Regions from separate parts of the Mus musculus genome. Here region 2 is linked to region 1. A link is a contact called in public HiChIP or PLAC-seq data. All regions are on one chromosome and are shown on one strand. The core of a region is the stretch at or near the end of the contact, and the rest is flanking DNA. Distances in the headings are between cores, read along the strand shown. Region 1 holds the start of Sox17 (SRY (sex determining region Y)-box 17). Region 2 has its middle 47 kb from the start of Mrpl15.

Region 1 (5,893 bases), core at 2,339-4,838:
ACCTGCCTTGGGGAAAACTGGCTGGAGCCGGGCGCTGGCGCCAAGACCTCTTGGGGAAATAGGAAGGCTGAAATTCAGATGTCTGGAGGTGCTGCTCACTGTAACGGAAGATTGAAGAACAAGTCCAAGGTTGTTCACATCAACATACTAGGTATAGGTATTTATTCCATTCTTTTAAAAAAATATTACCGAAGGTAATTAACTTAGCATGATTTTTCAGAGAAAAAAAATCCTGTTCTTCTCCCAAGAACTCATCCATCATGCTTATATTATAATAAAAATATCCAAGGTAAATAGCAAGTTGTAATAAAACAAAGTTTAACATAAAATGCTATATCACTAATATATCACTGCTCAATAAGAGCTCAAGTCAACCCTGAGGAATTTCAGTGTGAAACATAAAAATATAAAACAAAAGCTCCTTTTGTGTGTTCGGCAAAAGAGGCAAGATCTGGTTTTATTTCTAAAGACTTGCAAGGCCATGATTCCATCGCAAACACCACGAGATTAAAATGTAAAATAAAGTGCAAAGACAGCAGCACTGTGCTGTTCCTCGGAGGAAAAGGATCAGTCCATTTAAGCAGCAAATCCGTAGCGTGTAAGACTGTTAGCCTGACAGACGGTTACAACGTTTTCTTAAGACTGGAATGAAAAGCTGACCACCCTTAAATTTATTTTAAACCTGAAAGTACTTTCCCACGGGCTTCAAAACATGCCTTCCTACAATGCTTATCCCAGCAACCACTCAGCACCCTCCAAATATTAGCAAACTCATTTAGTTCTAGACGTAGTCTTTTTCAAGGGCAGCATTATAGATTCTAGGAGAGGAAAGGGAGACTCATCACCTGTTAAGGCAGACACTGGGAGAGTGTTACACACACTTAGCAGCCCTCCTTCAGACAAGGAGCTCCAAAAGCTCTGTGTTACATTTGAGTTTGTTTGCATGTTTGTGTTGTTCTCTACCAGATCCAACGGTCATCCTTGCGTAGTTTTAAGGTAGGAAAACTCAAAGGAATGGTGATCGAGCTCAGTTTGAATGTTCATCTAGTACAATTCCGAAAGACAGTCTATGAGATGCCTAGTGCCTGTAATTCTATAATTCCAGCACTTGAGATGTGGGGGGCAGAAAAATACGTTCATGATTGTCCTTAGCTACATATGGAATTAGAGGCCAGCCTGGGCTACATGCAACCCTGTCTTGAAGGAGAGGAAGAAAGGAAGAAAGGAAGGAAGGGAGGGAGGGAGAGAGGGAGGAAGGAAGGAAGGAAGGAAGGAAGGAAGGAAGGAAGGAAGGAAGGAAGGACTCAACATGTCAGTTTCCAAAACAGACTTTCTTTACTGTGAATAGCTGATTGAAAAGTATTACTTACTTGTATCCATGAGGTGACATGCTGAGGTTTTCCTGTATTATTTCAGAGACCAAATCTGGCTTACTGGAGGTTCCAAAAAAGCACAGAGATTTTGATAGCTTCTGGTCTGCAGTTTCTGGAGCTACTTTGTCTCCAAAGAACTCATACAGAAGCCAGCTTTTCTCTAATTTGTTATGTTATAAAGCAGTGGTGACCCTCCCTCCCATTTAAAGCTGGAGGTTGTGTGTAGAGATCAGTGATAGTAGTTAAAACTCCAGGTCTGTAAGATTCATACAAAGGGGGTAAAATTAAATCTGCTTTAAGAAATAAAAAAAATGATATTTTAAATTGGTAATTTAAAAGCAATTGGTCTTAAATCTAACTGATAATGTGCTTTTCCTCAAAGCTTTTTATTTTTTTCTGAAAAACATTAGCTTGAAAGTAAAACAAAAAAAATGCATTTCAGATGTTTAATCAAGGAAACTCTAAGGGTAGAAATAGCAATTTTACAAATCGATTCTCTAGCCAGGTGCTCTTTAAGAAAAAAAAAATTCTATCTCTTCTGTTGTTAGTTTTGAGACAGTCTCCCCATGTAGCTCTCCTGCCTCTCAGAAGCAGGGACGCAGTCCCTCACCTCCACAGTGACTCTTCTCTTTTGTATCTAGTAATGGGCATCTTTTCAAAGATCTCAGGGCCTAATTTTCTCTTTCCGTGTTTTTTTTTTTTTTAAATAAACTACGGGTTTTGTTTGAAATGACGATTGAAAACAGTAGCGGGTCCAGAATGCATTTTCTCTGTCTTCCCTGTCTTGGTTGATTTCTCTAAAAACTAAGAGACAACAGAAATATAATTCAGGTGTAGGTCTAGAAAATGTATTTACACCATTTTACCTGGGTACCTAGTTCTGTTCGAGCTCCATAAAAGGAACTGAGAAAGTGGTTAGAAAGAAAGCCCGGGGATGGGGAGGCAGCGTTATTTACAAGCATCCCTGAAGATTAACAACTGATCTTTCTGAGGGAAAGCACAAACACAGTAGGAGTCCAAGCGACCACTTTTGGGCTCTTCCCCGTTCCTTAAAACAGCCTCCCCTGGAGTCCCTAGATAGCACTTTACTTAACAAATCTACCAGGAAATGTGGCGCTTTCCCAAGACTAGTCCCCCTTCCCGTCCTCTTACCTAGATCTAACTTCTGCTGACCATTCTCTTGATAGATACTTTGGGAGGAGTGTTGGGGCCAACCGCACTTCAGACCCGCCAGCAGTGTGAGTGGGCCATATTTCAGTTTCTTCACTAAATGGGTGTTGGAAGCCGAGCTCACGACGTTATCAAAGCCAGCCACAAATGCCACAAGTAAAGAAGCAAACATCCGGAGCGGCTTCCTGCAAGCCTTGCTTCCCTCAACACTAGAGATTTACTGGGGTGGGGGTGGGTATCTGGACTAGAAGCCTGGCACGCCTGTCTGCTGTAGTCCGCAGCGGTATCACACTCAAACAGTGCAGGATTTCTAGGTGGCTACTGCCTAAGCCACATCCCCAAAGCAGACCTGAGGCTCGAAAGGCTGGGGCAAGGAAGCGTCTAATGTAACTAGAAGCTGTGCCCGTAACCATTTGGGGCCTGTAGCAAGCGGGTTGGTGATCAACTGGGACTCCGAAGTGGGAGAGTCTAAGCCACTCTTCTACAGCGAGCCTCAGAGTGAGTGGTTGATTTCTCGAAGGTTTTATGGTTTTGGTGTTCTGATGGCCAAGGCCTGTTAAAGGACATTCAAGTCCAATTGCACAGGATCCGTGGGCACTCAAGCAGATCCGTGGTCTGTGGAGAGCAAGTTCATGAGGGCGGAAAAGGGAGCGTGGGCTGTCATCACGGAGACAGCCCCCGGCGGACTCTAAGATAACAGAGACAATAGTACCACTGGACGGTCTAAAATACGTGCCTCAGAGTCTGCCTCTGAGAACACCGAGCGTCGTGCCCCGGGCTCCGCACCTCCCAGGTAGGGCCACGCAGAGCGATGCGGTCGATTGGCACCTTTCACCCGGGCACCAAAAGGCGCAGTCTCTTCTCCCCTTTATACCTTTCGCGCTCTTTCCAGTCCCTGGTCAGTCCCCAGTGGGTCGGAGGTGGAGATGGAAATTCGGGAACTTGAGAGGAAAGAGTGGCAAGAAAGACAGTGATCACCGGCCCCCACGGTGGCCCAGAACATTCAGGCCAGACCCTGCAATCTTCGCTTTGCTAGCCTCTCCCGTGAGAGCTGAGAACGTCTGACCCCAAGATTAACTTCGGGGGCTCATTCCGCACACCGTTGGGAGCGTGCATCCTGGGTGGGCGGGGTCTCACGTAACTGTCCGAATCTCTGTCTAATCGTGCCCCGAAACCCCACCCTAGCAGCTGGCGACTCGGAGACCACGTCCTCCTTCCCGCTCGGCCCTAGCTGAGTTTTTCCGCGGCGAAGCAGGAAGTAAACTGCTCCCGCTCCACTTCCCAGCTCAGTAACCGGTCGGGAATGTTTCTTAGAACCCATACCCCATCTGTGTTCCCCAGACGAAGTAAGGACTCCTCTTTATTCCTGCTCCATGGAACCTCAGGTTCTCTTGGGACGGTAGTCTGAGAGCTAGGAATGAAGCCTTGCTCACATTTCTTTGTCCTCTTCCTTGAAATTTAAAGACAATTCAAATATGGCTTGGGTTTTTATAAAGGTGATGGCTGCTGTAGCCTAGTAGTACCACACCCTAGGGAAGACGGGCTTCCTTGGAGAAAGGCAATCCTCGCCTTGCAGTCTGGCCTGTCACTGTGAGCAGAGCACTTGCACTCTCTCCAGAGAGCAAACTGGGTAGGACTGCTTCCCAGGATGCCCAGTGTGGCATCCTTAGTCTTCTTCTCTGATTTATTAATATCCAGCTCAGTCTATGATCCTGTAATACTCCGTTCCTGGACTGTGAAAGTGATGATGACTACACAGTGGGTCAAGCACATTGAGTTGTTTCGTTGAGTTTGCTTTGGTTTTGTAGCAGAGGCAATAGGTGCCTTTCCATCCAGAAAACTCTGCTCCCAAGATCCCCTATCAGGATTAACTGCATGGCGCCAGATTGTTGGTTAGGGCAAGGTATGTGCTCTGTGATCATGGAAATGATCAAAGTTAAATAGGACTTGCCACTCCTGACAGCACTCATTACCTCCTGTATGCGCTTCAAGCATAACAGATTTCTAACCTGAACCTAATTTAGCTTCCAAAGCTTAAAAACAAGAGGGAAGAGTTAGGAAGCCTTCCGGGGTTTCAGCTGGGTTACTTGAATGTTGTACTCTACCCATTTGGTGAACATGCCAACAAGTTCATAGCAACACAGGGTCTTCCGTTCACTACACCTTTCAATCCTGGATCACAGGGCTTTCCAGCCTTGACTACATACTTACGAATAATAGAATGTCCAGATTAATCCTTGGGTCTTCTTACTCCTAAGTGGAAACAGTAAGGACCATCTCCATAGACCTTAAAGGCTCATATGTCTGGGTCACAGGACTTCTGGAGAGTAATATTCTCTCCACGTCTCCTTCAATAATTCAAATTGCATCTGAAATCACAACATTACTGGGTGTTTAAATCCCACGGCTATCTTAATGCTTTTATCGAAGAAAGCCAGGCTGAAGATGCACATACATAATTTTACAAGTAGCTATATGATGCAAAAGTAAATGTCTGTCTTTAGGGCATTTGGAAAGTTATCTTTGAAATTAATTTCTTCATAAGCATGGTAATGTTTACAATGCAGTTTCCCTACCTCATCTGACCCTCACAACTGCCCTGGAAGTTACTGAAGTCGCTATGCCCGCAGTCCTCTTTTGGTGAAAAAAGAGCAGCGACTCAGTGACTTAACGCCACATAACAAAGGTTCTTAGACCATATCATTTTTCTAGCAGGAAACAATAACAGGCCTTATTATGAATTTATTTCTGTGCCATGTTTACAAATAATGAGAGACAAATTGGAATTTACAAGGATTAAATAAAGGAGTCAGTAGTGATGGATTAAGGATCCTTGGAAAAGAATGAAATGTTCTTATTAACTGGGTCATGATACTTTTGATACCAGAAGTACAGCAATGAAAAAGAGAAAGTATCATTTAGACTATCTGGGTTTCTGCTGGTCAGTGCTGTCACATCCTCTCACTCGCAGCACTTGGGACACAGAAGCAGACACATCTGAGTTTGGAACTAGACTGGTCTACAGAGTGAAATTCAGAACAGCCAGGGCTACACAGAAAAACCCTGTCTCAGAAAAAAAAAAAATAGAATATCTAGGTTTTTAAGAAGGAAGCCTAAGCCTTACATGACATCTCATTTATTTTGATATCTGTTTCATACAGGCAAATTCTAATTCATCTGAGCTACATGAGAAGAGTTCAAAGATGGAGCTAACATTCTAATATAAATAAAATGAAGTTTTCTCATTGTGTGCCATGTTCTCTCAGACTATAAAAGACATGGTTAGCTTTGATGAACTATTGTAATCTCATCTATCACATACTTAAATGACTGGTAACTTCAATATACAT
Region 2 (6,628 bases), core at 2,911-5,410, 240 kb after region 1:
GCTCGGCTTCTATCAGATTTCCAGAGCCAAACTCCTCTGTATCCTGTGCACTATTTGTCACTGGGACCACTAGTGTTGGCCACAAAGGCCTCTTTTTTAGAAGGGGGTCAAATTTCAAGTATAAAAACTGCCTCCTCCAGGTCAACTAACTCCTTAAATGAGGAAGTTCCAAACTGCTTCAGTTAATCCACTTCAGCACCAGTACCTTGAACTTCTGCTGGGTCTCTGAAGCTCTCTTCCTTTGGGTCCAAGACAGGTTCTTGTCCCTGATGGGAAGGCTCCAGCACTGGCTCAGTAGAAGGGGTCACCAACTCACTGTCCAAGCTTGTACCTATCTTCACTCCAGACTCCCTCTTTGCTCTTCCTGTCCCCCAACTCAACTTCTTCTAGCTATCAAACCTCTACCAGATAGCACTCCAATTCGTGATCCAGCTAACCAATCTCCCTCTTACCATTATAAACTTGTCTCTATAATCTCTCCTAATACCCCACTCTCCTCAGCTTCCTTTTCTCACCATATTTCCCCAGAGTCTCCTTGCTCAATCTCTCCAGACTCCTCCCTTCTCCTGTGCTAGCTGAAGGCCATTCCAGTTGTCCTACACTGGCACTACTTTCAGCCTTCCCACCACTCGCTCTAAATCTACAGTCAAGCCCTCTACTTCTTCCCTAACTCAGCATTCGTCCTTCCTTTACACTATGACCCACATCCCCTCTCTCACCCCCTGACACTCATCAAACTCTGTCCTATCTTCACTAGCTCTTTTATCCTAACAGTCAAGTGTTGTCTTATTTTGTTAAAAGCCCACCTTCAGCCTACTCCTGAGTACTTACATTTCTTAAAATCTACCACTGCCTCTTGCAAAATCTGTCAGTTGTCAGACTCAACTCCAGGTATCATAGCACCCCTTTTCCTACCCATCAGGCTAGAGGTTCCCTTCCTGAAACTGACTGGCAACTTGACTTTACCCACATGCCCACTGTCAAATGTGCCAAGTACCTTCTGGTCTTGGTGGAAACCTTCTCAGTGTCAGTGGAAGCATTCCCCAATAACAACAAAGGGACTCAGACAGTCTCTGGTCTTCTCCTCCAAGAGATCATTCCCAGATTTGGTATCCCAGTGAGACAAGGTCCTGAATTCACTTTCCAAATTTCTCAAACTCTATCTAATGCCCTAGACATACCCTGGTATTTTCTTATTCCCTACCACCCCATCTTCAGGAAAGGTAGAAAGAACTAACCACTCCCTAAAAACCACTCCTGTCTAACTGTCACAGGAACTTCACCTCGATTGGGTAAAACTCCTACCTCTGTCTCTCTTTAGGCTATGAGACTGGGTAAAACTCCTACCTCTGTCTCTCTTTAGGCTATGAGCTCTGTCCCCAAGCAACCTCTTTTCATCTCATCTTTCGAACTCATGTATGGACATCTGGTCCTAACTCCTGACCACTACAGTTTGATTCTCAGGATCTACATGGCAGAAGGAAAGAATCAAGTCCCATAGTTATCCTTGAACCTGCGCACACACACACACACACACAGACACAAACACACACACACTCATAATAACTAAATAAATAGAAGTAAAATAAATAAATAAATAATCTTTTAAAAAATATTATTGTTGAGAGTCTATTTTATCCCAGTCAGAATGGGCATTACCAAGAAAAACACAAGAAATTCTTGGATGTGAGGAAAGAGGAACCCTCCTTTATTGTTGATAGAAGAGTGAACAGGTGCAGCCACTATGGTAGTGTAGAGATTCCTCAAAAACCTAAAAACAGAATTACTATATGACTCATCTATATCACTCCTGAGCACAACCCAAGGGACTCTGTAATTCTACTCCAGTCTTATTTATACATTTATGTTTACTGTGGCTCTATTGACAATGCCAAGAAAACTGAACCAATGGAAAAATAGATAACAAAACGGCAATACATACATGCAATGGAATTTGTTCAGCTGCTTAAAAATGAAATAAAATTTTAATAAAAAAACATGGAATTGGAAAATATTATATTAAGTGAATTAACTCAGGTTCCAAAAGATAAACTACATATCTTCTCCTACATATGTTGATCATAGTTTCTAACATATGTATACATTTATATTTGAGTTAATGTGTGTAGAATCTAGGAAAGTAAAATGGGTAATGAATTTTGGAAAGAATTTTTTTGTACAACACATATGATACAAACATTGAGAGAATGTTGGAATTGGACTGAGTTAGAAGAGGGGTTCAGATAGATGGGAGAGAAACCGTCCTCATAGGCTTTTCCTGTGACTTTGCAAGACTTGCTAGCTAGGACACAGATGAGACCAGCAGCCTTGGGGGCGGTACGGGACACTGTCACCCAGCTTCCAGGAGCCATTCCTCCCAGATGTGAGGGGACAGAAGAGAAAGAGCGGTTTCTGTTTCCTACAGCATAGAGCCCTGAAGAACATCTACATCTGTGATGGGAGTGCCTGCAGGCTCATAATCTTGTCCAACCAAATACTGAACCACAGTTAATGATGATTTTATACCATGTTGAAAATCTGAGAAATATCATTCAGACACCAAAATATTGACATTTCTGACTGCTACTTACTTTCTCTTTGACTATAAAAAAACAGGATAGTTAGAATTATCTCACAAAATTCTGGGCATATGCTTTCTATAATCTTGTATTGGGTAGATTAGATCCTGGACAGAAAAGGGTTTTGAAAACCTATTCTAACAAAATGAGACCATTAGAGTTGAAAAAGTAACTAATTTAGTCATTTTTAAAAATGCCATCAGAAAAAGTTCTTCAGACACTGGGCTGATTACGTCTGTTCTACTCTGAGCTGTCTTTGCCACATTATTTTTAACCCCTGTTTTATCTCTACAGAATGAACATAAGCATCAGCGTCTAGCCTTGTTTTTATGTTTGTGAGCATTTTGCCTGCATGTATCTCTGTGCACCTTGTGTGTACCTGGTGTCCACGGAGGCCAGAGGAGTTTCCAGAGATAAAAATTTTAAAACATATTATTATATTTGTAGGTGAAAACTTCTTTGAATTACAAAATAAGACTAGAAAAAAATCCAACCCATAATTGCAAACATAAAGATGCACTGGGCATTAAATCTGCTCTTAGGTTTATTTTAGTGGAGTACCAATAAATCCTAATGTATGACATGAGGAAATACTTGAGAGCCCAGTGCAGGTTGCCTCTTCTCCCACACCTTCAGGAAGCACCACAGCCCTGCTTTCCAACTCTCAACACCACCTGTTGGTGAACCACAAGGAAAAATGATGGTCTCTTCACTGTTGCCAGGAAGATTCGATTCAACAGAGTGTCAAACACTACCAGTGTCCAAATCTTCACACCTAGCTTATCACAGACAGTTACACTAGACATAAGTAGTGGATTCTGGGTAACAGTGCTTTTTAAAAGTTCCTCAGAGTGACTCTGGAATATTGCCAGAGGTAAAAAGTATTTAAAGGACTAGCATATTCTATGATCTCTTTTAAAACCTTATGGTCTCTTTTAAAAAATTCTCCTGCATGGTGATATAGGAGAATTGAGAGTTTGAGGCCACCCTAAGCTGCATAAGCACTAACAAATAAGCAGATAATAAAATGAATAAAAGTGTTAGATGTTTGGCAAGACGGCATATATCATTAGTTCTAGCTACTTGGCTGGAGTAATCTTCCTTGGGCCAAGTAATTCAAAGTCAGCATGGGTGACCTAAGAGACTTTACCTCAAAAATATAAATAAGCAAAAAATCAACACCTCAGCTTTCTATTTCAAGGGACACTTTTCCTGTGGATTCTTATGGCAAAGAGGAAATTCAAAGTAGCAGGATCCATCTTTTTTTCCCTTTGAGCTACAAAGCGCATACATGCAAAGACAGCACACACAAAGTAAAGACCAACATGCTTAAAGGAGGAATCCCAATCCTATGGCCTGTCCTCAACCAAAAGATCTTGATGGCTTTATTTGGTTTAAGGAGAATGTCCAAATTGCTTCTGGCAGTGTGTTTGGTGCCTCTGGGTACAAGGAACAGTCCTCTCACAAGCAAGAGTAAAGAGCCCCAGGGCAGCAGTGAGTGCTCAGCTGCCTGCAGCTCTCAGAGCTCATGTGGGAAACTGGCTCAGTGTAGCCATGAAGTCCAGGCCACTAACCTTTATGCCAGTGAAGTGAGCAGTTTCTCTAAATACAATGGAACCTCTGTCACTTTGAAGATAAGCTCTCACAAGCTGCTTAAAACAATCATTCTGTACTTTCTTTCCTGTTTCTAGATTTATTTTAAGTATTAGTATAAAATGTCACAGTAGCTGATAGTGGCCAGATCAGTTTGTATAAAGCTCAAATGCCTGCTTGTAGCATATTACAGCTATATTTGACACAGGAAAGCACTTAATCATGCTTGCTATCAGCACACCACACCCACCTTTGTGAGGACCCTTAGAGGCTTCGAGATTTATCACTGTTAAATTGTGCTAGATGGACAGCCCTAATGGACAATGCAGACTACTTCTGAGAAGTTTGGGCTAAAAGAGTTCCATCTACAACCCAAATGTTAAGAACAAGTTCAGAAAATCCAAGCATCTCCCAGGAACAGTTTCAATGGATCCTCTGTCCCCCTTCATCTGAAGGTCTTAGACTCTAATAAGAGTATGTCTGACAACATGGCCAAAAAACTAAATAAAAATATAATAGATTTGTGTGCATGTTCATGTGCGTGTTTGTCTGTCTCTGTGTGTGTGTGTGTGTGTCTGTGTGTGTGTGTGTGTGTGTGTGTGTGTGTGTGTGTGTTGTGTGACATATACATGAGTATCCACAGAAACCAGAAGAGGGTCTTGAATACGTGGAGTGGGAAGGAGCGGAGGTTGAGAGTTTCCTGCGGTAGGAACTGGGAACTGAAGTTGGGTTCTCTCTAGGTCCTCAACTTCAAGTTCTTTTACAGCCGAGCCATCTCAACAGTGCCCCCAAAACAGACTCTCCTGAAATCTGCTTAGTTCCATTGCCCTTCTACAGTGATGTTGCTGCTGCTGACATAGATGGACATGTAGTATTGCTATGGCATTTTTACACTTAACCAACTTCTTTATCCAATACTTGTTTCCCCTGGACCATAAGGTGCCCCTACCCAGAACACAGGGCCATGCCATCTACTTTATGCCGTGAATATCTGGAGCCCATTGAGTAAATGAGTTGAGAGGAGACAACTACCCCTATGTAGAAGTTGATCCCTACTTCCTTCTTCTTAAATGTGATGCCTATTGGCCATGAAACCTGTTGGGTTTCTTTGGTTTTTAGCTTCAAGCCAATATACCTGAATTTGAGTCTTGGTTCTAGCCTTCCAGAGGGTGCCCATGCCTCTCTATACTTCTGCTTCCACTTTCAAGAGCTGCTGTGTGTCTCAGAGGGTGGCTTTAGAAGGGATATAGGACATTATCACTTTGCCATTTAAAGTTAGTATATTAGCATGCTAATGGAAAACTACACTCTGAAGCCAGACAGGCTGGTCACAGCTCAACTCTTTCAGGGAACTTACAACACCTTCTAAGATCCAGATTGCTTCTATAAAATAGTAATAACAGAATGCTATAGAGGTTTTCCCTTTTATCGTGGCATTGCCAAACTTTTTGGATGTTATCCTGATTCTTACTTTTAAGTACTTAATTAGCAAACATGGTATATATTCAAGTTGTACATGTATTAATTTGTATAGAGGCATTGCATAATGACTGACATGAATGAATAAGGCATCTGCGGCCGGGTGGGCCCTGTACATCATGGGGTCTCCTCCCAGCCTGTGGTGTAACTGGAAGAAGTGAAACCTTTGAGAAGCCACTGGGTTTGTATCCTTGAAAAGTCACAAGAATGTGAACTGTCACCACCCACTTCTGATTCCTAGCTGCCATGAAATAAACAGCTGTGCTAGACTACATATTCCCCAATATGATGTTCTACCTGCCACAGACCCAAAGCAACTAGATCCCAGACAACGTGCCATTTGACCTTGCTGTCAAAGTAGTATATTAATGTGACCACTATGATACTATCACACCCCCAAAAATTAATGGTTCCTTAACATCATCTCAATTTTAATTTATAGCTGAGCTTTCTAGTTGTTAGAGTTCATAGTCGCTCATAGTCTGTTCAGAGTTGGCTTCATTATAACATGGTGATAATAAAATCTGCAATGTGTGATGTGGTTGGCCACCATCTCTAGGTCACCTGTGTGCTCCACCCAGTCCCTCTGACTTGCTTTTTCTGCATTAAAACTCACAGCAGTGTTTTTCTGAATCAGTTGTTTTTTGTTGTTGAATGTTCCACATTTTGGGTTGAGGTAATTGTTCCACTCTAGCTTTTTTCTTTTTCCAAATCTTAACATGTAAATTCTACTGTGAGGATTAAAATGCATAGCAGTGTATTTGCTGAGACTGCCATTGCCAAGACTAGATGACCATGTGTATTCTCTCACAGTTCTTGAAGCTAGAATTTCAAGATCAAAGTCTCCAGTGCCTATAAGGGAAAGAGAGTTTTCAGGGCTCTCTCCTTGGCTTGGACATGCCTAACTTCTCCTAGTTTCACAGCATCTTCTTGTCATGTATATCTTTCTCTATATATAACTGCCCTCTGTTCTAAGG

The links. HiChIP or PLAC-seq counts read pairs in DNA pulled down with a chosen protein or histone mark.
Region 2: an H3K27ac HiChIP or PLAC-seq map of extraembryonic endoderm stem cells shows a contact between it and region 1. The contact joins the enhancer-like site here to the promoter of Sox17 in region 1. A contact is called at or near these places in 12 of 39 promoter capture datasets (the 3T3-L1 cell line, 3T3-L1-derived adipocytes, the C10 cell line and 8 more), 8 of 115 datasets of contacts at active chromatin or transcription factors (embryonic stem cells, extraembryonic endoderm stem cells, neural tube and 1 more) and 3 of 9 other capture datasets (adipose tissue, liver and pancreatic islet).

What each region holds. Positions count from the first base shown.
Region 1 is chr1:4,493,766-4,499,658 of GRCm38.p6, forward strand. It overlaps Sox17 (SRY (sex determining region Y)-box 17), which reads right to left and starts at 3,589. Exons shown (of 5, transcript NM_011441.5): 1 at 2,526-3,589; 2 at 1,371-2,177; 3 at 7-98.
Region 2 is chr1:4,735,356-4,741,983 of GRCm38.p6, forward strand. It overlaps the pseudogene Gm2053. Among named protein-coding and RNA genes, the nearest start is that of Mrpl15, 47 kb to the right of the region's middle. Within about 2 kb of position 4,161, at least 4 of the 459 cell types and tissues checked have an H3K27ac peak or open chromatin away from gene starts, as enhancers often do. A contact at or near this core is called in extraembryonic endoderm stem cells, where this site is marked.